Regions from separate parts of the Zea mays genome. Here all the other regions are linked to region 2. A link is a contact called in public Hi-C data. All regions are on one chromosome and are shown on one strand. The core of a region is the stretch at or near the end of the contact, and the rest is flanking DNA. Distances in the headings are between cores, read along the strand shown.

Region 1 (4,584 bases), core at 1,770-4,269, 150 kb before region 2:
AGTGACACTATGGATGTTGTCTACCTCTGTCCATCCTAGCACTGCAACCATGCGAGAGTCATCCTATCGTCGAGTGTTATGTTCTGTCACATCACACATTGGGCTAGTCAGTGGTCACTTTTGACTTTGCTATGCGGGAGTGGTTGAGTTGGTGTTAGTCTCCACGTCATGAGAAGTGGTGTATCCATTCTGACACGCCTACTCCCATGCTATCATTCTAGTTCTGCATCGTGTCAGAGGTTGACTCACACGTCCCATGTTCGTAGTGGTTGAGTCGGTATGAGCATGGGAATCCCGCGCTCGGGTGGTCGGGTGAAGTCTCTGGGTTCTCACCCTCGGGGTTGAGACAGGAAGAGCTTAAGACAGAGATGACTGAGTCCCTGACCCCTTCATGGTCAGGGGTTGGGCAAGGCGGAATGTAGGCAAAGGTTAGCCAAAACTCAAGACGAAGATGCTCGAGTCCCTAACCCTTCGTGGTCGAGGATTGAGAGAGCCTAGGTGATTAGAGGTTTGTTATTCATCCTTAACCCGCGTCATGTGATATCCATAATATATGTTCCCCACAATATTCTAAGTATACCACATAGTCTTTATCTCTAACTCTAGTAACTTTATGATTAGGATTCTAGGGACTTTGGAGCTTACATGAATCTTAGAGGATTTGGATGGATTGATTGTCAAGGGAGAAGGCTAGCCTGTAGGTGGTGATGGATAGTGGCGACATGAGACGAGAATGGGACACGACAGTAATAGCTAGACTGTGTCCATAGAGTCAACAATGGTGATTACATAGCATCGTTAGAGCTAGATGGGAGGCTATGGCGACGTGGGAGTTGGTTGAAGATAAAGACGATGAGGAGCAATAATCATATTTGATGGACTTTAGGGCCTAACTATAGTGGATAACAATAAATCCATGTAGGGCAAGAAAAGAGTCGCGGCTCAGCTCGGTGCGGCTCGGTGGCTGTCCGAGATTGGCTTGGCTCGTCCACTCAACAAGCTAAAGAATGAGGCTCGACTCGACTCGTGAGCTGCACCCTAATGCATATTTTTGCATTATATAGTGAATTAATAGTATGCAAATGTGGAATATAGAATCATTATTCAACATTACAAGTAATCTAAATTATGAATTATCATATATCCATTATCAAAGGCTAAGAAACAAGCTAAATATCTACAAAATAATTTAATATCCATCATTATTCTAAAGATTAATTAATTTGCATAGCCCACGAGCCGAAACGAGCTAACTCGAGCTGGTTCGCTGTACCAACGAGTTTAAAAACTAGCTTGGCTCGCTCGAGGTTTATAAGCAGCTTCGCAGAGCTCTAGTAGGATTACGAGATTCAAACATATTTTCGAACCCTAGATCTAAGACCTAGGAGTGGTTGAAAACCGAGTGGAGAGGTAGAGGTTGAAGGACGAGTGGTGCATTGGAGATTTGGGGTCACTACTTATATGTTCGTGCGAGTGAATAATGAAGAAAGAATATAAGATGGAGAGAGATTTGGTCATAAGTCCCTATTTTAGATCTATGGGGAAAAATCAAGTGACGATCGACCCACTATGACTGAAATAAAATAGATATATGCATCCCATTTTTTTTATCTTCTATCTTTATAAAAACAGAAAAAGTCTACATAATCCCCCCACTTTTAGAAAATAGTCTACTTCATCCTCTTATCTTCAAAACTAGTTGTTTAACCCTACTCAACTTTACAAAACCAAGAAAATAACCCCTAAGCGGCGTGGTTGTAGATGCTACTAGTGGTGTGTTGGCTGCTGACATGACATCTATGGCACTAGTTTTATCTATTTCAGTTCCGTAAAATGTCATTATACAAAGTTTATATAATTTTACACACAAGTTGGTAGTTAGATATTATATATGCACTATTTTTTATAGAATTTTAGGAGTAGCAGTTTAATTACGAAACGAGGTAACTAATACAATTACTAAACTATTAAATTTTGGTTGATTTTATTATGCAATTTAAATGGCCTTTTATCGATCATTAACTAAATCAATTTTACATTTATTTTTTAAAACACTTACCAAACAATAATAAACAATATCTGGTTTTTCCTTAACCATCCTCTCAGCTCAAATAACTTATACAAATATTTTTCAGAATTTCCCGAGGACTTTAAATGTGGAATCATATAAGTCCTTAGAAATATTTGTGTAAGTTATGGCTCCATATTTAAAGTCTTTAGAAATTTTAGAAGTATTTGTATAAGTTAATTTAGAAGACGAGGGTTGTGTAAAAGTTTGAGATGTTTTTATTACTATTTGCTAAGTGTTAAAAAACAAACGTAAAATTGATTTATTTAGCAATCAAAAGAAAGGCCACTTAAATTGCTTAATAAAATCAATCAAAATTTTAGTAGTTTAGTAATTGTATTAGTTACATATAGTAAAAGGTTTAGCGTATAAGAAATGAATCTGAGATAAAAAAGATTAACTTTTTCATGTAGTTTTTTATTTTTAGTAATTAATATGTTAATCTTAAAACTCCAAAACAAATTAGGGAAAATAAAATACCTGATTAATAACTTGTGTGCAGAATTATATATTTTTTGATACTGCTAGATCACATAACTGGAATAGATAAAATTAGTGTCCTTGTTGCAATGCCACATCATCAAAACTGCTCACTGAAACGGTCCAGTGTGTTATTTGTCCGATTTTCTAGAGTTGAAGGGTTAAACAATTGGTTTTATAGGTGAAGGGGTAAAATAAATTGCTATCTAAAGTTAAGAGGGTTAGATAGTTAGATTATCTCCGGCAGTCTTTCTATTCTATTCTTTAAGTTGTTCAGCTGGCCTCAATTTTTAGCACCGCGGCAACCACTATGGCTGCAAATATGAACTAGACTACATTGCCGAATAAGTCGCTTATCTCACTTCTATAAACTACATTTAGTAAACATCGCAGTCTATACTGTTGTCTATATACACGCTGAGCTGGATGTCTTACTTTGACTTTTCCATGGAAAGGAAATCAAGAGGATACTCTAGCTCAATAGCTCTGCCGCAGAGACTTGCTTTGCTTGACGTTCACTAGGTGCACCAAGAAGCCAAAGCCAATGGCGACTCTACCTCTGCTCCTGCACCTGCTATGGGAGGCCTCTCCGTGGGCCCGTGCAGGCGCGGCGACGGCCGCCGTGGTGCTGGTGTGGCTAGCGGCCTGGACGCTTGAGTGGGCGTGGTGGACGCCACGGCGGCTAGACAGAGCCCTACGGGCCCAGGGCCTCAAGGGCACCAGGTACCGCCTCCTCACCGGCGACGTGAGGGAGAACGCTCGGCTCAACCGAGAAGCCCGCACGAAGCCACTGCCGCTTGGGAGTCACGACATCATCCCACGCGTGCTACCCATGTTCCACAACGCGGTGAAGGAGAATGGTAATTTCTTTGTGTTCAGATCATTCCCAACATCCAAAATTTATTCCTTCTGTTTCAAATTATTGAAGGGAAATCATTTGTTGCGATATTTTTTTATTTTATGAGCCTATTCCATGCTATTTTTATCATATTTACTCCGTGAACGCTCAGAATAGTGCTGGGAATTGGGTCGGGCCAGCCCGGCCCAAGCCCATCGTGCTTCGTGCCAAACGGGTTCGGGCCAGTAAAACCCAAAAGATTTTTTGGCCGTGCCGTGCCAGACTGAAGTGTAAACAGTGGCCCAGCCCGGCCCTAAACCACGTCGTGCCTTCTTTGGGCCGTACCGGCCCAAGCCCGGGCCGTATATTTGACCACATAAAATCAAAATATTACAACCATATAAAGTTCATAGTTTACTAAATTAAAGATATTAAATAATTTTAGCATCATTTGACCACATAAACTCTAAATATAACAACAATATAAAGTCGATATCTTACTAAATTAAAGAAATTAAACAGATTGGGCTTAATTGGGCCGTGTTGGCCCAAGCCCGGTCCATGTATGTGGGCCGTGTCGGGGGCCCGACGGGTCGGAAATTGAGGCCCGACCCAAGCCTGTCTTCGGGGCGTGCTAGCCCGGCCCATATTATTTCGTATCGGGCCGTGCTTTGGGCTCCTATTTTCGGGCCGTGCTCGTGCTGGCCCGAAAAGCCCGGCCTATATTCCTAGCACTAGCTCAGAAGTACACGGGGTAAGATTATACAGGAGTTGAAACAGAAGTTCGTAATGTTTGGTTCAAAATTAGCTTGGGTACCTTTTATAGCTTTAACAATACAATTGTCCAATCACATGCAACAAGTATGATTGTATGCTGATGGATGAAAAAATTAACACAATTATCCAGTTACATCCCCCGCTTCAATTGAGCACATTAGAATCTTGCTAATGATGAAGAGCCTGCGGTTTTCTGAAACTTGCATTGTATGGATTGAGAGGATTCTTGCTACTGGTTCATCGTCAATCCTTTTGAACGGGGTTCCTGGCAGTCATTTCCACTGTTGTCGTGGAGTCAGACAAGGTCACAAGGTGACCCCCTGTCTCCCCTTCTCTTTGTGCTTGCTGCGGATTTGCTTCAGTGCATTGTCAACAAAGCTTATCAGCAAAGCCTTTTTGAGTTGCCCATTCCAACTGATGA
Region 2 (4,858 bases), core at 1,803-4,302:
TTTCGAAATGGCACATTCATCGTATTTATTGCATATCGTAACATAAATGTGAGAAGGCTACAACTCATCTAAAGACCAATTTTGTGGTTCTTGTGGTGTCATGTGCTAGTCTGTTATGGGATCTTAATCCAAGGCGAAAGGGCCTCTAGCTGAGTTGGTTAGGTGGTCTGAGTAGCACTCCTTAAGTCCTGATTTCAATCCAGTGGGAGCGAATTTCAGGTTGAGGTTAAAAAAAGGTCACTCGCTGATTCCCCTGATTGTGTGCACATGAGATGGAGTGACCTATGGGGGGGATCCTCGCGTATGGGTATCTGACCTATAGGGGGCGGACCCTCATGTTGCACGGGGGCAGCTTTCGTGACCTTTCTCGGTTGGGGTTCCGATTGAGCTTCTTCTTAATATAATACCATGAGGGTGGTCTTTCCCCTACCGGACAAGTTTTTTAATCCAAGTAAGATTTTGTTTTTATGCATCCTACAAAGGTGCTCATATACTAAATCTCATATCCAAACCATATCTCTGGGAGTAATATGTGCACCTGTTGATGGACATCAGTCATAGACATTGTCAAATGGAGAAAAACTTTAATCGTTGCCAAAACAACAGCTCCATTTGCATGCTGAAGTCTATCCTCCAGCAGATTCATTATGTCAAATATTTCGTTATTATCAGATGGAAGGAACTTTGATGCCAACTCAAGAACAATACACTGTGCCCATTCACTGAACTCTTTGATCCTGCACGTAAAAATAGAGAACTCAAGAAAAATCACATTGGGATTATTTAACAGAAAATGCTCCAAAGCCAGGTTAAAACTCACTTGTTTAACAGGTAAAATACCACTGGCTTGCTATACAATGTCTCAATCTCTCTTGCTGCTGCCTCTGAGTTAGCAGCTTCTAGGGTCCAGATCTCCTGCAATGCATGTAGGCAATTGGCAACTACCTGCAAGTCACTGATATAATCAGCTTATCACAGAAAAGCACAGTATTCAACAAGATATCATCCAATCATTAATCAGTTGAACCAAAGCACCAGCTGCAATCGTTCAGAATAATACAATACCCCCTACAGGCTCATAGCTGAAACACAGAACTTACAAAACAACCTTTTAATGGAAGCCACATAACAAACATAAGCTCATTTAAGCAACTGAGTTTTGATGTTCCAAAAATGGACAACAATGGATTGGACCCATCATTAATCAGTTAAACCAAAGCACCAACTGCAATCGATCAGAATAATAAAATACCTCGCTGGTTCATAGCTGAAATGCCTTTTAACCGAAGCCACACGACAAACACAACTACATAAGATCATTTCAGCTACTGAGTTTTGATGTTCCAGAAATGAATAACGATGGATTTGTAAACTTGATGCTGATCAGGAAAACTCAAAAGTATCGTGCATATATAGCTTCTGCTATACATAGAAACAAATAGCCGTGAATTTCAAATTCACACTCATATTAGACAACTTGCAGGTATTGTACAAACACCACAGGTTAAATTGCCATGCAATTACAGTTTATGACATTGCAGGTTAAATTGTCATGCAAAACTAAAAGAACAGATTATATACAAGACAGGTTGAACTTTCAGACTGAATGATGTTATCAGACAATCTAAGCAAAAGGCAAAAAGAAAAATGGTGTTTACTTAATACTTTATAACCAATTAACCACAAAACTGTAGGTGGCTGAAACTTGCAACACAGCCAAAAAAAGGCAGATTGCAGTAGTTTTGTTGTTAAGGGAATAATCATGAATATGCAGCCACAGTAGCGACTTGCCCACTTTCATTCATCTATGTAATCAAACAAGCTGTAAACCAGACAGCTACGTGGTGCTCCCAATTTTATCAGTTCAACATGCAGTGCCTAAACTCAACCAGAGTTGGGTTCCGCTCCGTGTGCATCAAACACATATTTCCAGCTCCATGTTAAATCCACAGAATGCAAAAGGTTATTTTTTCACATGTTAAATCCACAGAATACAGATCAACAGTTTTCCATTGACTTAAGAGAAATAATTAGAATTTTGTCACTTGAAATGTTGCCTCCTTGCTATAATTACCCCTGAGTCTATGAATTGTGGTTCCATCTACGTCTATGAAATGTGGGCCTGATGGCAATTTTGCGAACGAGTTTCGTTGTAATGGCTAATATCAGATTCTTTATTGAGGAAGCAGCCGTTGAAACATATTAGCAATAATGTGATACGATTACTGCATAGCTTCACCAAGCAGTTCGTGCCAGGGTACTTCACCTGTGCGTCTGGATCGGAGAGCATGAGCGCCTTGAGCGAAGCCGGAAGGTCAGCATCAATGCAAGCTGTGGCAGATATGTGATACAACTTGGCAGCACCAACAGCAGCGATCGTCCGGACGTAGGCGCTAGGATCCTTCAGCCCGGTCGTGAGTGGCGTAACGAGATACTCGACAAGGTTGGGGACACGGAGGGAGCAGAGGCTGCGGAGCGCGAGGCCGCGAATGGTGGGGTCCTGATCACGGCAGTCCCGCTGGAGGAAGTTGATGGTCAGGAGTGCTAGGTCCGGGTGCGCGCGCGCGTGGGAGCCTACATAGAGATAGCACATCTTCTTGGTTACTACGTCGGAGGTGGCGGAGCAGAGCACCATCTCCCCGAACGCGGCCGACACGTCGATGCCGGCCGTCATGCAGGAGATCACCCTCTTGAAGACATCACGGCGCTGGTCGTCCGCATCGGGAGCGCGGCTCCCCGCCAGCTGCCGCAGCTGCTGCTTCAGATCTGCCACCTCGCTCTTCCTGCACTCACAGAGTCGTCAATTGCCTAGTTAGTTTAGGGTTCGGGAAGAGGGAGGTTTCGGGTGGCGGAGCGGGGGACAGAGGAAAACCCGGAAGGTTGGGAAGGAGAGGCAGACTTCGCCGCCGAAGGGACCGTGGGAGCCATGGCGGTGGTCGGCCGAGGCAGGTTGGATCTGGCCTCGCGTGGGGAGGAAGACGACTGCGACGAGCCGTGATGTTTGCTTTGCTTGGATCTGAGTTTGGGAATTGGGACTGTGGTCTGTGAACAGGGTAGCACTAGAGGCTGACAGGTGGACCATAAGCAAATACGCTTTCGTGGATGCACTATGAGTTTGCACTATGAGTTTCTATTATTCAACAGTAGAAAATAAAGAACATTTGGGAAAATAAAAGTTGTGACAACACGATGACAGGACAGTTATCAATACCGCTTATAAATTTTTAACTATTTTTTAATAATTTAAAGTTATTTAGAGTCTCATATATATGCTTTAGATTTATAGATTTTAAAATTCTAATTTATTAATTGTAAATGGTCTTGAATATGTTTATATGTTAATACCAAAGTTATGCTGCCAACCTGATCTACAGGTTTTATATTGATAAGATTTTTATTGAAGTTATTTAGTATCTCAAATATTTGTTTTAATTTGATAGATTTTAATATTCAAATTTTTAAAATTTTACAAACAATATCGAATGTAGATACACCGTATACCAAAGTTGCACTGTTTGACAAAATTTAAAAACTTCATATTCGATTTATTTCATTTGGTAGCGAAGTATTCAATAAAAGATTTCAAAATATTTATAAAAAAGAATCATATATACTCTATCAACACTTCAAATTATGATTTATTAAAATTCACGAAATCTAGTGAGACATTTTTTCTTCTGAGATTTCAGAAAAAGAAATCTGGGATTTCAAATGGTTTTGTAAAAATGTAGTTGTTTAGAATCTTATATTTACGCCATGTAGGATTCCATGAAGTTTTGGAGACCAACTAATTCTCTCTTGCTAATTGAGTATACTTTTGAACTTAAATGGAAAATCAAATGTGAAGGATATACGTATTGTCTGAAACTCAAGATAATCACTCTGTATTGGATATGTACAAATAAGAGAGAAATGGGCCACATGGGCCTTGTTAGTGAACTCTAGTTATGTGGGCCACATGGGCCAAGTAAGATATTCACAATTAAACACACGCTACACAACTTCCGCAGAAAACGGTCTTTGAAGTCCTAGCTTTTACTCCCTCTATCGCAAAATACTATTCGTTTTATCACTTGATTTTAATGTCTATATTCAAATAGATAGTGATAAATATAGACACATATATAAACCATATACATTAAGTAATGTATGAATCCACTAATTACCTAAAACGAATTTTAATTTAGGACGGAGGGAGTATTATTTACAGGTTGAGAAAATGGGATATAATTTCATTTTATAAGAAATGGAATGTGAACTTATGCTTGAGAGGATTTGTTTGTATCTAGAATTCTAGATGTCCACTATATATGATAACAAAAGCAAGCCACTAATTCAAGATGTCACACTTGTGGCGACTGAATAACTTCCTAAACGAATCCAGCACTCCAGTTGGGAACGGGCAGTGATTGCTTCTGCGAATTTAGCACAGACAACGGTTAATAAGCGTGACCTACTGGGCTTTTACTTTTTCTTCCTATCTAGGATCAAAACATTTTCCTCTCCCGATGTAGTGATAAATACTCCCTGCTCTTCTTGGTTCACATCAGAAAGGAATATCTCTGTTGGTGACAAATATGCTCTTCAGTGAGTCAGTGATCTGACGGAAAGGACGTGCTGCATAATTGTAGGGGTGCGGCTGATTTCACAGTCTGATGTTTTTTATTAGTTATGCAGTACCATGGAAAATGTTTTCTAGATACTAAACATCGTGTTTCTTTTCCTCGTATGGTTTTTGTTGTGTTCCTCGCCACAAAGAGGACTCAAACTGTTTATACTGAACAAAGAGGACTAAACTGTTTTCATGGGAGATCTGGAAAAAAAAAAGAAATGGCAAAATCCTCAGAGAAGAATCCCC
Region 3 (4,444 bases), core at 791-3,290, 250 kb after region 2:
TCCCGATCTCAGCCAGGCTATTTGGTCATCAGTCTTTATAATTTGTCATGGCCATAAATTGTTCAACTATTATTTGTAAGTACACACATAAGGTATCCGTGCAAATGGCTACACATTGCACTATGGATATTTACCTTATATATCAAATAAAAATACAAGAGGACTCGTTTTGCTAAACAATTTATTAAAAAAGCATTGGCTCGTGTGGAGGAGCTGCAAGCCAGAGTCATTTTTAAAAAAGTCGAAGCCCTACCAAATAGGCCCTAACTATTAAGGAATCTCATCAAGCAGCATTCTAGTAGACAAGGGAGATAAGTTGGGGAGTAATCAAGGCCTTAGGAAGCAATACGAGATTGATCAAATGAAACCAGTTTTGTATGCTTTAATTATCGAAAGCATAATATATGCTCAAGTATGTTCTCGTTCATAACCACCAGAATATCTGGCAGTTTTCATAAGAATCTAGTGATAGAACACTAGAAAAATGTTAAGAAAGTCTTACAGTATTTGCAAGGCATAAACAGTCTCATGTTAACATACATAAAATTAACTAGCCTTAATATTATAGGATACTCAGATTTGGATTGTACATGGTGTGAAGAAGATAGAAAGTTCATGATTGATTTCATATTCACACTCAGAGAAAGAGCTATATCATGGAAAAGCTCAAAACAAACTATCACCACATCATTCATAATGTAATATCGAGTTTATTGCATCTTATAGGGCAACATGGCATGGTATGTGCCTTAAGAAGTTTGTACCTAGTTAAAAAGTGGTAGACAACATATGAAAACAACTGGAGCTATACTGAGATAATAAACCAACAATATGTTGCTTCTATAACAAGAAGTCAAGTGCTACTGCTAAACACATTGACATTAAGTATTATGTTGTAAAGGAGAAATTCCAAGATCAAATAATTGAACATTAGGATATAAACACAGTGTAAATGCTTTCAGATCTGCTCACTAAAAGACTCTCAGTTATTTCGCGGTGATCACCGAAAAATCAGGAAGCCGCTCGGAATTTGCCAAATTTCGCAATTCCTGAACGGTTTGAGATTTGAAATTTAAAAACGGTATTCAATTTGTCGATTTACCAACTGGAAATGCTGAATAAATTGGAAAAATAAAAAAACTCGATAAGATTTCTTCATAATTTGTTTAAATCACGCTACACATGAATTTTCGAACGACAATTCTTCATATTTTTTGTCAACTATAGCGTCCGGCGTCGGGCCGGCGCGCGCGTCGTTTTCGTGTCCAAAACCAAAAGGGCCTCATAAACTACGGGATCCATGCAGCAGTGCAGATCTCTGCCCTTTGACATTCGCGCAGGATCAGATCGGACCGAGAATAACTGACGCCTGCAGTCAAGCGCGACCAATCATGGGGACTGAAAAAGAAATATATTGAATTAGTAAAAGAGGATGCAACTGTAAAAACGATTCTTCGTCATCATCGTATTATAATTCCCGGTTTATTCCCACGCCTCGGTCGGCCTGCAGCCTTCTTTTATGGCACGGGTGGGAGGGGGGCTCGAATCTTCCGTTCCCAGCTCTATCTCTCTCCTCCCTTTTGACATTTGGAGCAGAGTCAAAAGAACGACACGAAAAAGCTTACCAAGGGCGGCGACGACGACGACGGACGAGGGCCCCGGACCGCCCCCATTTTGACAGGTGTACTTGGCGACACTGTAGCAGCAGCATGCTTCCAGAAACCAGCCGCAACAATTTTTTAAAATGCGCTCGCCGAGGGGTAAGGATGCAAATCCGGGCGTGATCTTTTTTTTTTTTTTTTGCTTGTCCCTGCCGGCTGCCGCTGCCTGCCTGCCTGCCTCCGTGTCCACCGCTTGCATCGGGTTGACTTCTCATCGCATCCTATCGCAAGTTCGGGTTGAGCACTTGAGCACGAGGTTGAGCCCCCGCGCCGTGCCGCGTCAATGCGGACTGCCCCGGGTTTGCGCGTCCAAATACTCTCACGCGTATAGTAGATAATACACATATATACTACGCGCATATATGCGCGCGTGCTGGGGGCCGTGGGGCCCTACTGGACTACCAGTTCCAAAAGTCAACCCCACCCCACCCCCTGCTCGCCAGTCCCCCGCATACGGTCAGGAGCAGCGTCCCTCCCTCCGCCTCGTCGAAGCCGGTCGTGGTTTCATGCGCGACGTGCTGCTGCGCATGGCGGAGCACTTCAACGACTGGGACCTGCAGGCGGTCGTCAGGAGCTGCGGCGGCGTCGCGCACGCGGGCCCGCCGCCGGAGCCCGCCGACGCGGCCACCGCACCCGCGGCGCCGAGGGGAGACGAGGCGCCGGAGCGGGTGCCCGGCGGCGCGCGTGCCACGCCGGCGGTGTCTGCCCGGAGACAGGAACGGGCGCCGCCGCCCGTGGCGCTCCTGTGCGACCTGGAGTACCTGGATTCGGACCACAAGCCGTTCCTGCTGCCGGTCGCGCGGCCGTCGCCGAGGCCGCGCGTGGGGGGCGGCGGCCACGGGAGTGAGGTGATGATCTCTTTCCCCGCGGGGGCCGCATCCACGTCCGGGGTGCAGCAGAGGGCATCGTCGCCACGCCGCAAGCCAGGCGCGCGCACGCCGCGGCCGAAAAGAAGGTACCGTAACCGTAGCCGTACCGATGCTGTGCGCTCAGCTCCATTTATGCAAGATTCCTTTTTTTATTTAGACTTGTTTTGCGCGCGCGCATGATTTGGTTAGAGAAGAATGAAGTGCGATGGCTTATTGCTTTCCGTTTCCTCCCTGCTTGTCGTATGACATATGACAGCAAGAAGAGCCAGCTGAAGAAGGTGGTGCGCGAGATGCCGGTGGCCGACGGCAGCTCGTCGTCGCCGGACCCGTGGGCGTGGCGCAAGTATGGCCAAAAGCCCATCAAGGGCTCGCCTTATCCGCGGTAACTACGTTGTTTTTTACTTTGACCTCGCCTTCCATACTGCGTGCTTGCTAGTGTTAGGAGCTTTGATAATTCAGCCACAAGACAATTCGACAGCAGTAGTGCGTGCTTGCAGTCGACATTGTGGCCGCTGAGGCGCTGACCCGCAGGGCTCACCGAACTAATAATGCTCCGTTGCGATTCGAATCTGTGACCGCAGGGGGTACTACAAGTGCAGCAGCATGAAGGGGTGCACGGCGCGGAAGCTGGTGGAGCGCAGCCCAGCCAAGCCCGGGGTGCTCATCGTCACGTACATGGCCGAGCACTGCCACCCCGTGCCCGCGCAGCTCAACGCGCTCGCGGGCACCACTCGCCACAAGCCGTCGTCCGGCGCGGCCACCGAGCTGCACAGCGCGGCCTCCTCTCCCAGTAGCCACGAGCAGGGCCAGACAGTCGAGAAAGCGGCCGGCCTTCGAGAGCGTGGCATTGGCAACAACGAGACTTCGAATTCAACAATGGCCGGCGAGTTTGGCGGCGAGGAGATAGCGGCCGTCGATGACGAGGACGAGTTCTGGCCCGCGGAGATGGACCTGGACGAGCTCTTGGCGCCCGTGGACGGCGACTTCGATTTCGAGCACGTCATAGAGGAAGATGGTGTACTGGGACGGCGGCGGCCGCAGAAAATTTGCCCTTAACGCCACATGCTCCCATGTTCATACACATAGCGGCTGATTGTTTTGCTACGCGCGCGCACCCAGGCACGCGCGAGCATTACCAGCTGGGTACGTTTATTTGTAGAATATGGTAGATGTAAGTAAATAGTCTTAAAATAGCTTATTTTGTATCTGTTCATGTGGTTAGTATTCCTCACGTATATTCCATCAAACTGACGTTCAGTGAAAATCAACACATACGGTTGCCTATAACAAGATAATACGAGTAGCAAACTGAAAACAACTTTGGCGAACGACGGATCTCTCGGAGGTTTTCGATTAGGATTCAATCCCCTCCGGTTTAGATAAAACCGAACCTACCCTAGGTAGGGCGATGTAACTGCAATTTGCAATAGAGGAAGCACTCAGACACGCTAGACAGAAAGGTTACAAACGCATAGGCTTTAGTTAAGCTGCTTTTGAAGCCAGTAAACAAAAAGTAAAAACCAGAAATAAAAAAGTAGAAACCAGAAGCTGCTTGTCAGAAGCAGCTACTTTTAGTTATTGCAGATCCTGTTTTTTGTTGGTTTTCTACTTTCTAAAATAGCGAAATGAAACTAGAGAACAATTGCAGGTTTCAAGAAAATGAAAAAATAGAGACACGTGTAAGTTTTATGCTTGTTTAAATTAAACAGCATACACCTTTTTCACAACCCACAATCTATTGCAGCTTTTACACAGTCCACAACTTACAATAGCTTTTCCTCGAACGACAGCTGAACCAAAAACACACACACACTTAACCAAACTTACGACACCAAATGGGTGGACAGAACTAGGTCATAACTTCCAAGACCTGGATTTACAAGAGGGGCAGTCCAAACTTCAAATTTCCCACTT

Evidence for each region. Hi-C and Micro-C count contacts between places; a contact is called where the count stands out from the background.
Region 1: a contact with region 2 is called in a Hi-C map of leaf, with 4 times the contacts expected there. The contact joins the promoter of LOC100384816 here to the promoter of LOC100285218 in region 2. A contact is called at or near these places in 9 of 25 Hi-C or Micro-C datasets (bundle sheath, ear, leaf and 2 more).
Region 3: a Hi-C map of ear shows a contact between it and region 2, with 2.8 times the contacts expected there. The contact joins the promoter of LOC103636098 here to the promoter of LOC100285218 in region 2. A contact is called at or near these places in 7 of 25 Hi-C or Micro-C datasets (ear, leaf, leaf mesophyll and 2 more).

The regions. Positions count from the first base shown.
Region 1 is chr8:149,425,485-149,430,068 of Zm-B73-REFERENCE-NAM-5.0, reverse strand. It overlaps LOC100384816 (putative cytochrome P450 superfamily protein), which reads left to right and starts at 3,019. Exons shown (of 5, transcript NM_001177258.1): 1 at 3,019-3,408. The coding sequence starts at 3,093.
Region 2 is chr8:149,279,057-149,283,914 of Zm-B73-REFERENCE-NAM-5.0, reverse strand. It overlaps LOC100285218, which reads right to left and starts at 3,052. Exons shown (of 11, transcript NM_001158112.2): 1 at 2,873-3,052; 2 at 2,267-2,783; 3 at 821-945; 4 at 539-737. The coding sequence starts at 2,928.
Region 3 is chr8:149,027,502-149,031,945 of Zm-B73-REFERENCE-NAM-5.0, reverse strand. LOC103636098 (WRKY transcription factor 22) reads left to right here and starts at 2,040. Exons shown (of 3, transcript XM_008658464.3): 1 at 2,040-2,616; 2 at 2,787-2,912; 3 at 3,112-3,737. The coding sequence starts at 2,168. The coding sequence ends at 3,586. It overlaps LOC103636097 (protein SGT1 homolog), which reads right to left. Exons shown (of 10, transcript NM_001425482.1): 10 at 4,268-4,444. The coding sequence ends at 4,430.